Regions from separate parts of the Callithrix jacchus genome. Here region 2 is linked to region 1. A link is a contact called in public Hi-C data. All regions are on one chromosome and are shown on one strand. Each heading gives the region's core, a stretch centred on a gene start, on an enhancer-like site or on the middle of the called end of the contact. The rest is flanking DNA. Distances are from core to core; before and after follow the strand shown. Region 1 overlaps STUM (stum, mechanosensory transduction mediator homolog). Region 2 holds the start of STUM (stum, mechanosensory transduction mediator homolog).

Region 1 (3,942 bases), core at 543-3,042:
CCACCACGACCAGCTAATTTTGTGTTTTTAATAGAGACAGGGTTTCTCCATATTGGTCAGGCTGGTCTCAAACTCCCGACCTCAGGCGATCCACCCCCTCAGCCTTCCAAAGTGCTTGGATTACAGGCGAGAGCCACCACGCCCGGCCTCACTGCTCTTAGAGAAGACTCTTAGCTCCTGGGTATTTCTTATCTCACTTCTACCCAGACCTGCTGGGAGCCCACCCCACCGCAGTTCAACCAAGAGGGTATTTCCAGGCTATTCCAATGACTGGAACCCTTCTTGGAAGAAAATGTCTAATGTCGGGGACCTAGGGACGCTTCCAGACTTGCCCTGGCCAGAATCCTGCAGCCTAGGCCCAGGCCCGTCCACAGCTTAGCTTCCACCCCACCCCCACTCCCCAACCCACAGCCTCAGGACCCAGCCCCGCAGACCTTCCGTGGGAGCTGCTCAGGGGTCTCCGCTGCGCCCTCTAGTGGCCGAGCATCGGTCCAGTTTCTCCAGCCTTCTGCCAGCTTTAAAACCCTTCATTCAATCAGCATTACCGTACATGCAATGAAAAATACCATGTATGACAATCAAAACCCGTGTACATATCTCCATGTACATATTTATACATACACACACCTTCCTATTATAAATATATAAAGCATGGCATCTCTTTGGCATTCCAAGTTTGTGTTTTTTTTAATCCTTGGAAATATGGCTTTGGAAACCTTTTTCTTCCGTTCCCTCTTTTCTATGTTGTAATAAACATTCATGTGACCTTTCTGGTAGTTTCTCAAATCCCTGTGTCCTCCCGTGTCCCTAATCGGACAGATCTCTGACTGGGACAACATGCCCTCCTCCCCAGCTCTGCAGCCTTTGCTATTGGTTTGCTCTCTGTTTTAAGGCTGCCCTCCTCCAAGGCAGGTCTTGCCCTCTTTCAGACCTTTTTTCTGAATTCCTCTTCTGAAAGGCACAGCCTCATCTTTGATAATCTGGTCCCTTTGCAACCAGGAATTTGCTTGCTAAATCAAGCATCAGGCCCCAGATTGGGTTTACCAAGAATAAGTGTACAGATGCAGCTCATTTCCTTCTCTTAATTGTTAGACTAGCTGATGAGGGAAATGCGGGCAACATACATATTTGACAAAGACTTCTGAATAAATGAGAGTCTGGGTAAGAGTGGTTAGGAGAATGTTTATACCTGTTCAGCTATAACTAAGGACGGGACACACCTTGGAGAGAATTGCATCTGCAACGCAGCCAACACCTTCACTCATAATGGGATGAAGACCTAGAGAACTTACCAATTGGTGGATAAGGAGAAATAAGTGTATTAGATGAATAAATCAGAATCCCAAAAGCTCCTGACAATCTAACAGGATGAAATCTAATAGCGTTCAGTGAAAGAGTTGTGCTGGGCATTGAGAAAGCTCCGTGCTTTCCTTCATCCCTGGGGAGATACTCAACAGGCAGCTCAGTATTCATCACAGCATGCTGGGGCCGGCGACACAGGCCATCTGGTTTCAGATGCCTGAGCAGCCACAGGCTGGGTTCTGGAATGAAACCGCATCTGCAGTGTCGCACTCAGTGCTGGGTGCCATGGTGGGTGGGGGGCAAGTTCTCTGATGAGTGTCCAGGCATCATTCCTGTCACTCACACCCAAGGGAAAGGCCCCGCCTCCTGCCATTTCTTCAGGCCAGCCCAGCACCCTAGGGGTCCACCCGCTGCAGGGTGAATAAGAGCCCCCTACTGAGACAGTTCTCCTCAAACCCGGAAGGAAGGGGCTGCAACTAGCATGCAGGCATCTGCGCCGCACAACTCCCTACACCCCAGACCTGAGGCCCTGGGAGAGGCTCGTGCTTGCCAGTGACCAGTCACAGGAAGGGATGCATGAGGCTGTTCAGGGACAGAGGGCTCAAGGAGGTGGGAAGGCAGTGCCGGGGTTTGAGGATGGGGTTGCTGATGCCTTCCTCAGAGGAGGAGTGGAGCCCAAACCTGGTGCAGTGAAAGTCCCAGGTGGGGGACGGGGGGGTGGGGGGGGCAGATCAGTGCAGGCTGCGTGTTGGGCCACGGAAGCTAGAAGATGGGTCTTCATTCCCAAGAAGCGCGTCAGGAACAACCTGGGGTGATAATGCTGCAGGACTTTGCGTTAGTTCTGCTGAAGATGGGGTTCTTGGTCCCATGGCTACGAAAATTCAGGCTCGTGGACAATTTAAATGGTGAGTGAGACAGGGTTTTACTGGGTGAAAAGGAAGAAGAGGGGGAAACAGGAAGTCTCGCTGGCCAGAGTCCCTGCTAGAGTGCTTCGCCCCCCCTCCCCCCTTCACGGAGCAGGAATCTCAGAGTCTGCCCAGGAAAGGGAGGGCCAGGCTCCTCCCTGCTGCAAATGCCCTGATCTTCCCGAGGCTCCACCTCACTGTGCAGGCCGTTTGGAGTTTCTGCGGGAAGCCCCTCCCACCTAGCTGTCTCATTGCCCCTCTAAAGAAGTACGTCTAACTGCCGCTGGATTAAGGGTAAGGACAAAGACGATCTTAACTGCTTCCTGCTGACGGGGGTCCTGTTTTGGGGAAATGGCAGCCAGAGCTCCCTCAGAGGCCTAAGGGTCCCAGCAGAAGGGGCCATCATCAGAGGCTCCAGCTGCATGACTGCAGGTTTGATGGCCTGAAAGCAAGAACAGACAAACGGGGTTATTAGAAAACACGTAGCAAAATGAAACAGGCCAGTCGCAGTGCCTCACACCCATAATCCCAGCACTTTGGGAGGCCGAGGCAGGTGGATCACCTGAGGTCAGGAGTTCCAGATCAGCCTGACCAACATGGCAAAACCCCGTCTGTACTAAAAAAGACAAAAGTTAGCTGGATGTGGTGGCGGGTGCCTGTAGTCCCAGCTACTTGGGAGACTGAAGCAGGAGACTCCCTTGAACCTGGAGGCAGAGGCTGCAGTGAGCTGAGACCGTGCCACTGCACTCCAGCCTGGACAAATAAGAGCAAAACTCCATCTCAAAAACCACAAAAAAAAAAATGAAACAAGGGGAGGGGTAAGGACAGCTAAACAATTCTGAGGTCTTTTACCAGTTTGCACAGGGAGAGAGAGGCCAAAGGCCCCACCGGCAAGAAACTTCACCCTCTTGCCAGCATGTTGGGCTTCTGAGTTCCCTTCCCCTGGGCCAGATCTGAAGCCAACCAGCTTAAGATTTGGGAAGTTAACTCTTTCCAGTTTGGAGGATGCATCTGAGGGAGCGTCCCATAGGACAAGGATGATTACCTATCAGTGAAGAGAGAACAGAGGAGAAGAAAGGAAAGCAAGAGGCATCCCAAGGGTTTAGGATGCATTTGAAAGGGGTTTCAGACTACAGATGAATGGCTACCCATCTGGAAAGAGGGGAGCAGGTGTCCCTGGTTCCCTTCTCTTCTCTTCCTAGCAGATACCGCGGGATATGTGAGGGAGAGAGGAAAGAGTGCCCCCTTTCCTTCTTCCGTCCTTGCATCCCCGAGACCCAGTGACCTTGGCAGGTGCCGCCATGACTGCCAAAGCAGCTTGCACCATGAAGCAGGGAGGGCCTAGAGAACAGAAATTATCTGCTCTCACCTATGCCTCTATCCCCACTACCATCATAGCCTTGGAGTTCTCTAGACCTCATTTATGCCATGGATACCAACATGCCCTTTATCCATGAAACAGGAAGCTTGGGGTTGGCTTAATTGGCAGGAATCAGTCGCGCTCACCTGTGCTCTGCCTTTTAACCTCTGTTGTCATTTGCCTCTGGATCCCTCAGATCCAGTTTTCCTTCCTACGGCTTTGACCCAAAGCTTGGAATTGAGTTTGGGACAAAAATGTGTCTCGGGAGGTTGCATGGACTCCTTATCATAGCTGAATGCTGAGGCAAAGCTGTGGAATTGAGTCCTCCTCCAACAAGGCAGAGAAAAGGATGCCTTGTGACACCAACAGGTAACT
Region 2 (3,372 bases), core at 711-3,210, 64 kb before region 1:
TAAGGATTAAGAGTTAAAATGTGTAAATTGTTTAGAATGATGCCTGGCAGAGAGTGCTTGGATAAATACCTTTGTTGAAAATAACACAAATCTGCAACTATTTAACCGTGGTCATTCTCAAGTCTGCTTGAGTACTGCCTCCTTTGGGACACCTCCGGAAGCCTCCCCCACACTAGCTATCTGAGTCTCAGTAGGCCTTCAATAAGTGTGAATTAAATGGAATCTTGCTTTGATTTTCACACACACAGTAACTCCACGCCAGAAAAGGATAATAAGCAAGTTCTTCTAAGCCATATGGGTAATTAGTGGCTGAATAAAGACTAAAACTTCTAGTCTTGTTCTTCTGACTGCCAAACCTAAGCTAGTGGCTCGTGTGTGTATGTGTACACATGCATGTGTGTGTCCACCAGTATCATCACCAATCCCTGTCCATTTGCTTTTAAAATTACTTTATTCAGAGACTTATACAAGAACCCATATTCTTTTAGCCTCCTTCTGAGACCCTGAATCGTTCATAATAATAGAGTCAATCACTATTATTCCTGAAGAAAGAATATTGCACCTTTCCAATTCAGACGATTTGCTGACTGTCTGGATAATTTCGAGGCCTTGAACCCCTCCCCAACGTTAGAGGTGGTAACTTTCATCCATTTACTTTTTCCAGGTGCCAAGGCAAAGGCAGCCTTATTCAGTAAATCGAATTCAATACAGGACCTCAAGCTGCTGGCTGTTGCTTCTACCAACTGCCCCATTATTAACGCCAGACGGCGCTGTGTCTTCACGGGCTTTTTTTTTTTTTTTGAGACGGAGTTTCAGTCTTGTTGCCCGGGCTGGAGTGTCATGGTGAGATCTCTGCTCACCGCAACCTCCGCCTCTCGAGTTAAAGTGATTCTCTGCCTCAGTCTCCCGAGTAGCTGGGATTACAGGCATGCGCCACCACGCCCAGCTAATTTTTGTATTATTAGTAGATGGGGGTTTCTCCATGTTGGTCAGCCTGGTCTCGAACTCCCGACCTCAGGTGATCCGACCGCCTCGGCCTCCCAAAGTGCTGGGATTACAGGCATGAGCCAGCGTGGCCGGGCCCTCACTGGCTCTTTGGCCACCACGTCGGCCTCAAAAAAGTCCAGGTTTCCTCCAGCATAGTTCAGGGGATGGTGAATGCTTCCCAACATGCCGGCAACAGGCGCCTTTCTTTCTGCTTTTGGTGAGCATGTGTGTGTGTGTGTGTGTGTTCGCGCGCGCCCGTGTGTGTGTGGGGAAGTGTCCCATTTTTAACCAGTCTTTTGGAGACCTGGCATGGTGTTTGAAAATCTGTTTCCCCCATTATCGATCCGATCCCAAGATTGCTTTTTCTCTGATAATCGAAACACATTCACTCATTTATTATTAATATTATTATTATTTTACAAAATAGAGATGGGGGTCTCGCTACATTAGCCAGGCTAGTTTCGAATTCGTGGGCACAAGCAATTCTCCCACCTTGGCCTCCCAAAGTGCTGGGAGTACAGGCGAGTGCCACTGCGCTCGCTCCAAACAAAATCATTTAAATCACAATGCACTGAAGGCTGACTAGGTGTCAGGCGCCGCGCGGTCCCCAGTCCCCATCTCCCCGGCCAGAGGCATGCTCTAGATTAGGGTACTCAGCCTCGAGGCTTTTCCGACGGCATCAGCCGAGCACACACACCCAGTTGCAGGGCTTCGTGGTCGAGGTTCCCAGTTCACCTGTCTGGGACGGCGAGGTGTGTCCACCCTTTCCAGCACTTGGGCAACCAGCTCCCTTTGCTGTCCTCTTCTACTGCCTTCCCTCGCCCTGATTTTCCATTCCTTGTGAGTGGTGGTTTCAGCTGGGGGGGCGGGGGCGGGGAAGGGGCCCGGCGAGGAGGGGCGTCGGAGTGCTGTCACCCGGTGTCGCGCCGCCCTCCCCGCCCCTCCGCCGGGCGTGTGGGGACGCCGGAGGGCGGGAGTCTCCGCGAGCAGCGCGGCGCAAGGAGCACGGCGGCCGCTTGAGCTCGGCGCGGAGCCGGGAGCCCGAAGCCTGCAGCCGGCCGTCGCCTGCTCCTGTGCCCTGGGCGCCAGCCCCTGCCGCGCTGCTCGGCAGCCGGAGAGCGCGCCCCGCCATGGAACCCTCGCACAAAGACGCCGAGACGGCGGCGGCGGCCGCAGCGGTGGCGGCGGCAGACCCCCGGGGAGCGTCCTCATCCAGTGGGGTGGTGGTGCAGGTCCGCGAAAAGAAGGGCCCCCTGCGAGCCGCCATCCCCTACATGCCCTTCCCCGTGGCCGTCATCTGCCTCTTCCTCAACACTTTCGTGCCAGGACTGGGTAAGACGCTGCGGCCGCGAGCCCCGGGACCCCCGCGACCCGGGTCCCGCGGAAGGAGGGCGTGGGGGGAGGGACGGGCGCGGCCGGAGACCTCCTGGCGGTGCCGCGCGCTCCAAGTGCTGCGACCACGCGCGCCCGGCCGCTCCCGGCGTCCCCTGGCAGGTGGCAGAAGCGCGTGGAGCGGGCATCTCGGAGGGAAGGAGCTGCGCTGGGGGCTCCGACCAGCAGGCGTAGTGGCGGGGCCCCAAAGAGGCAAAACTTTGCGGCCAATGTTAGAGCCCGGGGCGGCGGCGGGGATGGCCCTCCTGGCTCCGCAGTAGGGCTCCCGTCCGGGCGCCCCGATTTCTGCGCCTTCTTTCTGTTGCGCGCATCGGTCGGTGAGCCCATTTCTCCTAGAGGAATGGGTCGGGGAAGAAGGAGCTTTAGGGCCTCGGTGGCGGGGATCAAACTCCCGGGCGTCGAAGTCAGATGTGCCGGGGAAAGAGGGGACAAGCTGGGCTAGAGACACCTGCAGCCCCCTCTGGTTCGCTGGGTGTGGACCGTGTGGGGACAAGAACTGTAGCCAGAGTCTCCTCCGCCTCCTTCAGGGGTGCCTGCACTTCCTCCAGCACCCCGCAGGGCGCCAGGGGGATGGGGGATGATTTCATTAGTTTGGATGCATGTGGGTTTGGACTGCATCTGGCCAGAGATGAACCCATAGCCCCCTCAGATCCCTTCCTGTAATTCGGTGCCGGACTCTGGCAGCCGGCGGGGGTTCTGGTGGGATCGATGTCCCACATTTTAAAGCAGAGGCCCCTTACAGAGATGGTGCGGGAGAGTGGGTGGAGGTAGGGAATCAGAAGTTTTCCTGACCCTCCCTCCCCTAACTCCACCCCCAGGTCGCTGCCTGCACGCCCCTCCCCTTCTCCAGATTGGCACCGGCTGCTCCTGCGTGCTGGGAAGTGCCCCCCTCTTCCGTGCTCGGCCGAAGAGGCAGGCGCCCCCTTGCCCTCTCCGGGAGAAAGCCTGTTCCTGTCCGCGAGCCAGTTGCCAACGTATGGCTCCCAGTGTCCA

The links. A called contact is a pair of places that touch in the nucleus more often than the background predicts.
Region 2: a contact with region 1 is called in a Hi-C map of skeletal muscle, with 4 times the contacts expected there. The contact joins the promoter of STUM here to the enhancer-like site in region 1. A contact is called at or near these places in 2 of 3 Hi-C or Micro-C datasets (induced pluripotent stem cells and skeletal muscle).

What each region holds. Positions count from the first base shown.
Region 1 is chr19:22,639,786-22,643,727 of calJac240_pri, reverse strand. STUM (stum, mechanosensory transduction mediator homolog) reads left to right here. Exons shown (of 3, transcript XM_035281343.3): 3 at 1-771. Among named protein-coding and RNA genes, the nearest start is that of STUM, 64 kb to the left of the region's middle. Within about 2 kb of position 1,792, at least 4 of the 16 cell types and tissues checked have an H3K27ac peak or open chromatin away from gene starts, as enhancers often do.
Region 2 is chr19:22,704,257-22,707,628 of calJac240_pri, reverse strand. STUM (stum, mechanosensory transduction mediator homolog) reads left to right here and starts at 1,960. Exons shown (of 3, transcript XM_035281343.3): 1 at 1,960-2,319. The coding sequence starts at 2,118.